Regions from separate parts of the Sus scrofa genome. Here region 1 is linked to region 2. The links are chromatin contacts, called in public HiChIP or PLAC-seq maps. All regions are on one chromosome and are shown on one strand. The core of a region is the stretch at or near the end of the contact, and the rest is flanking DNA. Distances in the headings are between cores, read along the strand shown. Region 1 has its middle 19 kb from the start of KCNJ16. Region 2 overlaps KCNJ16 (inward rectifier potassium channel 16).

Region 1 (4,775 bases), core at 17-2,516, 170 kb before region 2:
CCTGAAGAGGGAGAAGACAACAACAACAAAGGTAGAATGGAGTTCCTGTCATGGTGCAGTGGAATTGAATCCGACTAGGAACCATGAGGTTGCAGGTTTGATCCCTGGCCTCGCTCAGGAGGTTAAGGATCTGGCGTTGCTGTGGCTCTGGCGTAGGCCAGCAGAAACAGCTCTGAAGAGACCCCTAGCCTGGGAACCTCCATATGCCGTGGGTGCGGCCCTAAAAAGACAAAAAGTCAAAAAATAAGTAAATAAATAAAGAGGGAGAAGAAGGAGGCAGACTATGGAGAGTAAGACGCTGACCCCAACAGCAGCCTTGGAGACCCCATGGGCGGTCTGGAGCTAGAATGACCCTTTAGAGTTGTCTCAGGTTGGGTTGATGTCAAGAGGACCTATTTCTTTATCAATCAGTTACTGGATGTGGGCCCCCTGGGAAGGGGATGGACCATAGGCAAGGTGGCTCTTTGCAACTGAGGCCATTCTTAAAGTGGCTGACAGCTTGGCCATCAGTTCACAGCACTCTTAGCAGCCAAAGAGCAGCAATTCTTCAGGGAAGAGGGGTCCGGGTGGTGCAGCCTGGTGCTCACTCACACTAGGTAACTCCAGGTAAACAGGAGTGCTCTCTTTAAAGGCAGGAGTTATCTGTATCCTCTACTTGGGAGTTCCTCTCTGAGACCAAAGACAAGGGTATGGGTGCCTACAGTTAGGTTCCTTATTTCCCGGTTGAGTTCAGTGAAATTACGTTGTTACGGCAGTTTGAGAATGTGCTGTCAGCACCTGCAAAAGAAACACTTCCTTAAAAAGCAGAGCACTGACACTTTCAGAATAAGTCCCCAGGATGCTACACGGTCTAAAGGAATACTGGCTGAAATGGCACTTATACTCCATTGTGATTCTCTGTTTTCTTTTTCTAAGGGAACTTCCACTACATCTGGGACTGAAAGCACAGAAGTATGAAACAGGGGAGATGGGGAGAAAGAAAGAGTCTGCCAGGCCTCTTTGTTAGGTTCTTCTGAGGACTCGTGTTCTTTTACAGATGGAACTAGCTTAAGTGACAGCCCGCAAGTGAGGACACTAGCAGAATGGCTTGGATGGTGAAAGCCAGCGAAAGGAAAGGCAGGCTTCCCCCACCCCCCACCCGGGCAGGTGCTTGTGCTTATCTGTGAATAGGCAACAGGGAAATGGCAGAGGGTTAGGCAAAGGGAGCAGACAGCAGGGACAGAGCGTCCCTCCCGCCCTGTCTGGAGAAATCAGCAGATTGCACACCTGCTACTGCACAGGCTGCCGCTGCCAAGCCCTACAGCACAGCTGCAAGACACTGGGCTTCTGGCCGGCCACTCTGAGCTTTGCCTGTCTTCAGGGATGGAGCCCCTCCCAAGGCAAGTTCAACTGGGTTCTCTGGCAGCCGAAGTCTACATGGCCCCTGCAGGGAGTGGTGGAGAAAAGTGAGTTTGACATGCTTGGAAATATTTAGATCTGGGATGTAAACTGCAAGGAAAATATTTACTCTGTTTGTTTTAATACCACAGAGGTTTGGATCCAGGGACTCTTCAGCAAAGTCTAAAAGGCTCCTGCCAAGACACCAATTTAACAATTTGGTCAGTGACAAAAGGCCATCCTGTTTGACTCGTCTGAATTTAAATAGCATGTTTCCAGTGTATTAACATGTCTGTCCCGTCGGTTAACAGGACTGTTGTCTTTAACCTGGGACTCCTGGGTTTGCTTTCTGAATTTGGACAGAATCAAAATGCTTGCCTTTGATAGAAAGCAAGCAGGCAGGCAGGTCATCCAGAGCTGGAGCGGCTGCTAGCTGAGCACAGGCAACAAACTTCTTAGAACCACCTGACGATCCTGAGGGACCAGCTCTTCTAGGGAGACAGACCAGGCGCTCATGGCTCTTGGTGAAAATCCCCTGACATGTCGTCGCCTGGAGTTCAGATCTATTGTAGAGTGTGCATAATAGTACTCTCTAATAGTATTCTCCGTCAGTAGGTTTTAGCCAGGAATTACGAGGATGAAAGAGAAGGCTTTGTAAACTTGATTGGAAAAGTTGCACGTTTTGAGTTTTTGTCTCCCGTGGAGAGATCTCACCTTGGGCAGAACCTTTAGGATGCGCTCTGACTTCCCTCTAGTTTTCTCTTCACATTAGTCCACAGCAGAAGGAGGAAGAGTTACCTGCAAGGAAAGTTAAAAACAACAACAACAACGTATCAGTTAAGTACGCAATACCTATGTAGATATATCTGGAGGAGAAACATACAAAAAATGGGACAGACATGAGAATATTCCCCACAAGAGTCTGTAAGAGATTAACTGGGACACCTTCCTGCCTTCAGATAACACACCAGGCAGAGAAAATTTTAACCAGTTTTCAACTCTCAGAAAAGTAGATTCCATGACCTCTTAGAGTTTCCTATGCCCCTGTCTAATTGAGTCCCTCCTTTGGCAATTTTTCTTTCAATTAAGCCACTTTTGCTCTGCTGCCAAGCCCATTCCTCCTGTGTAACTGACACAGAGAATGAACAGCTGCTTCTCCATTGCTTGTCACAGTTGTATTTCAGTTCTCTGTTAACAGCTGTGGTACAGAATTCCTATTCAGAATTTTATAACAGTGGCCTAAGAGCAGAGAGCCTGTTCTCATCTCCAGACTCTGGTGGAGATTTTATATTTCCCTTCCTTTTCAGAAGCCTTACCCTCTCTCCATCCTTGTTGACTATGTCCACCATGTGTGTGATCCAACTAAACCTGATGTCTGCTGATGAAACTTCACATAGTTAAGGTCCTCTGGTCAGTCTCTCCCTGAATCAAAAAAGGAAGTTTTCCCACATCTCCTAACCACTGAACAATTAATGAAGAAGGCATTTCAATTCCCAAGTGGTTATTCTGACGTAACTCACTTTTTTTTCACATTTCTTCTTATTTACAGATTACTCATAGGAACACCTACAATAGGAAAAAGTCAAACATGCACAAATTATATTTGCTAATGAACTAATTTGCATGAAGAGTGTTAGAGAAATATAGACCTATTAGATTTAGCAGCTTAGAACAAAGAAGGGTAGGAAAGATTAGTTTAAATCTAATTTCTTTCATTTTGGAGAAAAAATAAAACAGAAATAGGTTAGAGGAGTGAAGTAAATTTTTTGAGTTAGATAACTAATCTCTGGCAGAGGTCAAGCCCCATTTGGGGAGCTTCCTTGGTTTTTAACAAATGGTCATCTGAAAACAGAAAAAATAATGTTCTGAAACATTGGAAGGTAACCTAAGATAACTATATCTTATCTTTCTGTTGACCAGAATATTCCTCCTACTCTTTAGGTTAGACTGAAGTTCCATCTGGTAGAGATTTATACACTGACTGTAATAGTTTGTTTACCTCTAAAGTTAAAGTCTTTCTGGGAGGCATCCATTTTACACTCTTTAGGCTCTTGTACGTAGTATGAATGAACAGTCTAAGACTAGGGGTCAAATTAGATCTGCAGCTGCCAGCCTACACCACAGCCACAGCAATGCTGGATCCGAGCCATATCTGCTACCTACACCAGAGCTCATGGCAATGCCAGATCCTTAACCCACTAGCAAGGCCAGGGATCAAACCCGCATCCTCATGGATACGAGATGAGTTTGTAATCCACTGAAGCACGATGGCGTCTCCGAAGAGTAGGTTTTGATAGAGTAAGAGGAGGAGACACATGAGGAGTTTCTTAAATGCCATTTAATTTAAACTTGATAATGCAATGTTAATGAATGTGTATAAGTTTTCTTTTGCTGCTGTAGCAAACTGCCGTGACATAGTGGATTCAATAATATAAATTTATTATCCTGTAATCTGTAGGACAGAAGTCTGAAATGGGTTTCACTGGGCTAACATCAAGATGTTGGCCAAGCTGCATTCTCTTCTAGAGACTCTAGAGGAGAGTCCATTTTCTGGTCTTTTCCAGATTCTAGAGGCTCCTTCATACCCTGGTTTGTATCTCCTTCCTCCATCTTCAAAGCCAGCAATAGTGAGTCAAGTCCTAACATTGCATCTCTTTGACTTAAGGACTCTTGTAATTACTTTGGGCCCACCCATGTAATCTAGGACCACCTTCTTACCTAAGGTCAGCTGGCAAGCAACCTAAATTCCATCTTCAGCCTTGACTTCCCTCTACCGCATATGCTAATATAGTCACAGGTTCTAAAGACGAGGAAGTGAGTATCTTTGGAAAACATCATTGCTCTGCCTAACAGAGGCTTAGCAAACAAAACAAAACAAAGCTAATCTCAAAACCTTAACTAACTAAATATTTAAATCCTACTCACATCAGGTGTTTGTGCCGGAACAGTCTTCCAGGGGACTATTCAGGGGACCCCAGGCTCCTTCCATCTTCTGAGACTCCTACAGGGCCTCATCGTCTTCTCCATTCAGTTACCATGTGGGGAAGAAAAGGCAGTCTCTTGTATGTGTCATTTGATGGGTCAGGCCTGGAGATAGTGAAATTTGTTGCCACTCACATTCCATTGGCAGTACTCAGTTAGGTGGCTACACCTAAAAACAAGGGAACTTGGGAGGTGTAGACTATCACTGTACTTGAGAAGGAAAGGACATGTACTTGATGGAGAGCTAGTCAGCCTCTTCCCAGTCTGTTCCTAGTCACTGAACATCCGTTTCATGCTCCAGCTGCACATGGAGTACAACTCTCCTTCCCGAAGGTAGAAAACCCAAGGTAACCACCAGTCATTGCCTCAAGTTCAAATCCCAGATCCTTTGCTGATGTTCAGGTCTCTATAAACAA
Region 2 (4,776 bases), core at 1,842-4,341:
GCAACAACAGATGTGAGCTGGGTCTGCAACCAACACCACAGCTCACGGCAACACTGGATCCTTAACCCATTGAGCGAGGCCAGGGATCGAACCCTCAACCTCATGGTTCCTAGTGGCATTCGTTTCCATGGCACCACGATGGGAACTCCCAGAATGTTTTTCTTTTGTTTTCTTCTTTATACTCCCTTTCCCTTCTTCCCTCCCTTCCTCCTCCTCCTTCTCCCTTTTGCCTATGAGCAATAAACATGTTTTATAAATTCACATGTGGAAATCTTTTATTCCTGTTGTTTTATGGATAAGCGATCTCTTCAGGTCACAAGTTGCAAAATTGTCTTGAGGCTTAACATCAGAGAACTAAACAATCCCTGTGTCTTTCTGCCTTGCCTCAGGAAGGCAGAATCCGAGTTTTAAATTGCACACACCCTGTAGATTTGGGTTTTGCAGCAGCAGTTTCTCAGCCAGAGTACCATCGCCCACCAGCACTACAACCAACAAACTTGCCCCTTTCCCCCTCTTCAGCTTGTTTCACACACATCTAGTTTCATTCACTCTGCTTCCTGGACTCTGCCTATTCACAGCGGTGCTTTGTTAGTATCAGAACAGAGGCATCAAAGTCCAGTCAATACATTGTCAGGTTATGTGCCTCCCCTGTCCAGTGCTCTTCCCCCGCATAGAATGTGCAATCAGCAGTCCTGTAGGATGTTTAATTTTCTGTTTAGACTGATAACACATTTAGACACCCTGATGGAGGACTTAATAAAGATCTTAAAATCGTGCAAAAGTGTGTGCCTGTGCTAGTGTGAAATCTGCGGATGTGGTCAGAATTGGGTATGGGTGCCAAATATGAGACTGCCATTTCATTGAATTCGGACATAGGCAGAATCGGAAACCATTTTTATGAGTTTCGAACAGCTTGCAGAACAGCTCTCGGAATTGACAGTTAAGTGCTCCTGCAAGAATTGCAAAACGCCACTGTGCAAAGTGGCCTTTCTAGTTGGAAATGCTCTGTCAATGAGGAGAATATTTTTTCTTCTGGCACTCATCTTCCCCTAGAGATGACATTATTCAGTAGACTTAATTAGACAGAAAATAGACTGTGGCATCAAGGCAGTGCTCCACTGGGTGGGAAAGCTCCAGCCCGTGAGGAGGAAACATGGGGAGAGAGAAGGAAACACTATTCTCACGCGCCACCAGCTCGTCACACACTCTTAGGGGCTCTGCCCAGAGACGCTTAAATCCCCGGCCCCTGCCGCCGCCAACAACATGGTGGGTGGGGTGGATACTTTTAATTTCCATGCCCTCAAATAGCTCATTCTGGACTTGCTCCTGACTGGCAGATTCCCAACTGGGATAATAAAGAAAAAAGCAAAACCAAAAAGGAAAAAAGAAAATCTATGATTGTGCTTCCCAGTCTCTTGCAACTGGGGGTGAGGTGGAGGGTGTGCCTCTGTGACATGGTTCTGGCTCATGAGATGCTTGCAGAACACTCTGGATGTGACCTTTAAAAAGCTTTTTATCTGGGGTGGACTTCGCTGGGCTGGGGCATGTGTTCACTTGAAAATGTTCTATTTAACTCTTCGGGTCATGTGCATCGGGTGTAGGAACTTTTTTTCTACCATAAGCGACACCAATAAATGTGTGTTATTACCCCCTGTGTTCATTCCTCCTCCTCACCCAGACCTCGAATGTGGTAGCAGAAGTTCCTGCAGCCATCTCTTGAAATTAAGAATCGAGAACACTCCTTACAAGGGAAATTGGACAAGTAGGAAATACTGCACATCTCCAGACTTGTGCAGGGGTGACAATCAATATGATTTCAAACTGACAGAGTGAACCATGTATCTGGAGGGGATTACCTAGGAAACAGAGCCCGGGAAGGAAAAAAAGATGAGCTGGTTATGTCCAACTTGAACTTGGAAATGACATTTGATGGAGTTGGTCTCTGTGGAAAGCACATGTTTTATGGGGGAGTTGAGGAAGTGCCACTATGATTATAAAACAAATACAAAAGAATGACTTTTGGCCTGGAAATCCCTCCGAGACGCTGAGGGCTGAGTGACCCTGATAAGAGGATTGACCAGGCCTACTGCCAGGTTTCTCTTTATCTTCTTCCTTCCCTCCTGCAGAATTACATGCCCTGTTTTAATGGGACTGTCACTAGCACTAGTGACCTGAAAGCCGCAGAGACTCAGGCCAGCAAGCACTGCACAGCTTGGGCAGAAAAGCAAAACTCCACTGATGCTGTGTCTCAGGACCTCCGGGGGAGACCAAACTGCCCGAGTTCACCCACGTGGGCTCTGAACCCAGGTTTCATATTAAATATTCACACCTAACTCCTTGGAAGGATACGTGCCAAGCAGGTTCTCTGGACCACTCTTGTTAGTGATGGGGCACCAAATTCGACCCAGTTTAAAATATTCCATGAGTTCCATCTGTCACAGGCATCGATTCTTCTCTTCTGAATGTTCTGGGAGGCATGTGTATAAGCCCCTGAGTTCTTTTGGAAGCCAAGCTTAGCCTGTGGACTTCTAGAAACCTCCCTTCCACACCCTTGGTACTCTGTAAATCACCAAGCCCTACCCCAATTCTAAATTTAGTGTGGCTGCTTTCCCTGTCTCGCCTCCCTCTCCCTCTCACTTTCATTTTTAAAGGAGCAGTATGACCCTTACTCTGGAGAAAAAATTTTTGAGTACCGCACGCAGAATGCAAAGAGGAGGAACACCGATAAAGCAGGAGGGAGGCTCTTGGCAAATTCTCAGCAAAGGCTCTTTTGGATGGGAGACCTTTGAAAATGAAAGTGGGTAACTGAGACGCTGCTCTGATAATTCTGTGGCCAGAGGGCAAGCAAGCCCTCCTACAGGGACATTTTCCTGAAGAGGCAGAAGCCCAGTGTTGCCTGGACACCGTCATTCGTCTGCATGGCTTTGGAGCTTTTCTTCAGTAAGAAAAACCTTATGTCCCAGTCAATTCCCAAGTTCCTCTTTCACGGCTCTTAGTTTACTAAAGCAACTTAACATGATCCTGTTAGGGCTGTGTGGTTGGGTCATGAGATTTGGACGAGGGCAAGCAGCATCTTGCTACATCATGTCACCCTCTGCTCCTTTCCTTGGGGCATGTCCAGGCCTGTGGTTTGGGATCTTTTATACAGAGTTTGGAAGCTTAGGTCAACATGGCTGAATGTTTCAAAGTTTAGTAGACTCTGAGTTGCCGACCAACTATAAGGAATCTAACCATTCAACCACTTAGCAGGGGATATTTAAAAATAAACGATTGCCTTTTGCTGTTTGGTCTCATTGATTTATTCTGCTTTATAAATACTGCAAAGGAAAAGGATCCTGGGTCTAGAGTCTGTCTATCATCCCAAGAAAAAGCCACTAGACTGAGATTGAGGGTCTTCTAAATAATTAAGACCCCCTGAGCTGGGTGATCTCTGATGTCAGGCTCTCGATGGAAACTTTGGAGACCTTGCAGGCTGAAGAGAGAAAGGTTAATCATTTAAAGTTTTCAGCAAGCCCGGTGGATGAAAAGCCAAACAGAGAGATTAAGTTTTGCTGCATTCCATAGCCCAAGAATGCTTTTTCTCTAGTCTATCATTTACCACTGGGGCCTATAAAACATTCTTCATCACTATCTAAGTAACTTGAACTTGAGATAGAAAGAGCCCCAAGAGGTTCAGACCCTGTGAAAACTTCTTTACAGAAAGTGATCAGAAAACTTCACATTTTCACATAAAATGCTCCAGTCCCATGCACTGTGGCTAAAGGCTCTCTGTTTGCATTAGAAGTACGCGTTGGCGAGCAATTACTTCTTGCGTGCTGTGCTGCCTCTCGATGCTGTTTGATACCCGCTTTTCAAGGGAGGCCACAGGGGTAGAGTTAAGGTAAGTGGTAGCCTCTGCCAGTCGCTACCAATTCCAGAATCAAAGATTCTTCAGAACACCAAAGGGACATCAGCTCATCCAGTCAGAATCCATTTTATACCCAAGGGAAAGTTCATCTGCCGACAGAGACAAAGCCATGGAGGGGCAGCAGAGGAAGAAATCACAGCTACGAAGGACCAGGGCTCTCCAGAATCAGCAGAGGCCACAATCAGTCCTGATGCTGCTGGAGGTTGACACAGTTTCCATTTGTAATCATTAAATGGGAAAAGTGATCACTGCAGGACCCTTTGCTGGGGAGTTTCTGCCGTGGCTCCGTAGAAACGAATCTGACTCGTATCCATGAGGACGTAGGTGCGATCTCTGGCCTTGCTCAGTGGGTTAAAGATCTGGTGTTGCCAGGAATTGTGGTATAGGTCACAGACATGGCTTGGATCTGGCACGGCTGTGGCTGTGGTACAGGTTGGCAGCTACAGGTCTGAGTCGACCTCTAGCCTAGGAACCCCCATATGCCTGGGTGTGGCCCTAAAAAAGAAGAAAAAAAAAAGACCCTTTGCTAAACAGAAGCCCATTATTTTCTAGAAGTGCTTCTGAACAGAACTGTTAATTGGTCATTAATTTTTTTAGAAAGGCTAGAGTGTGGGCAAGGAAAACAATGTGGGAAACAGCTGGTAAGAAAAATGATGAATGAGCTTCATCTTCTCTGAAATGTAAACAAAATGAGGGCATTTAAAAAAGTCTCACCCAAAGGGAACCTTCCTACATGGTTGGTGAGAATACAAATTGGTATAAGTATGAAAAACAGTATGGGGGTTCCTCAGAAAACTAAACGTAGAATTACCATGTGATCCAGCAATTCCACTCCTGGGCGTCTCTTTGGAGAAAGCCATAATTCAAAG

The links. HiChIP or PLAC-seq counts read pairs in DNA pulled down with a chosen protein or histone mark.
Region 1: a contact with region 2 is called in an H3K27ac HiChIP or PLAC-seq map of skeletal muscle, with 5 times the contacts expected there. The contact joins two enhancer-like sites. A contact is called at or near these places in 2 of 47 Hi-C or Micro-C datasets (both in embryonic fibroblasts) and 1 of 2 datasets of contacts at active chromatin or transcription factors (skeletal muscle).

What each region holds. Positions count from the first base shown.
Region 1 is chr12:10,554,737-10,559,511 of Sscrofa11.1, reverse strand. No RefSeq gene overlaps it. Among named protein-coding and RNA genes, the nearest start is that of KCNJ16, 19 kb to the right of the region's middle. Within about 2 kb of position 1,266, at least 4 of the 83 cell types and tissues checked have an H3K27ac peak or open chromatin away from gene starts, as enhancers often do. A contact at or near this core is called in skeletal muscle, where this site is marked.
Region 2 is chr12:10,388,661-10,393,436 of Sscrofa11.1, reverse strand. KCNJ16 (inward rectifier potassium channel 16) reads left to right here. Exons shown (of 3, transcript XM_021066712.1): 3 at 1-265. Among named protein-coding and RNA genes, the nearest start is that of KCNJ2, 34 kb to the right of the region's middle. Within about 2 kb of position 3,091, at least 20 of the 83 cell types and tissues checked have an H3K27ac peak or open chromatin away from gene starts, as enhancers often do. A contact at or near this core is called in skeletal muscle, where this site is marked.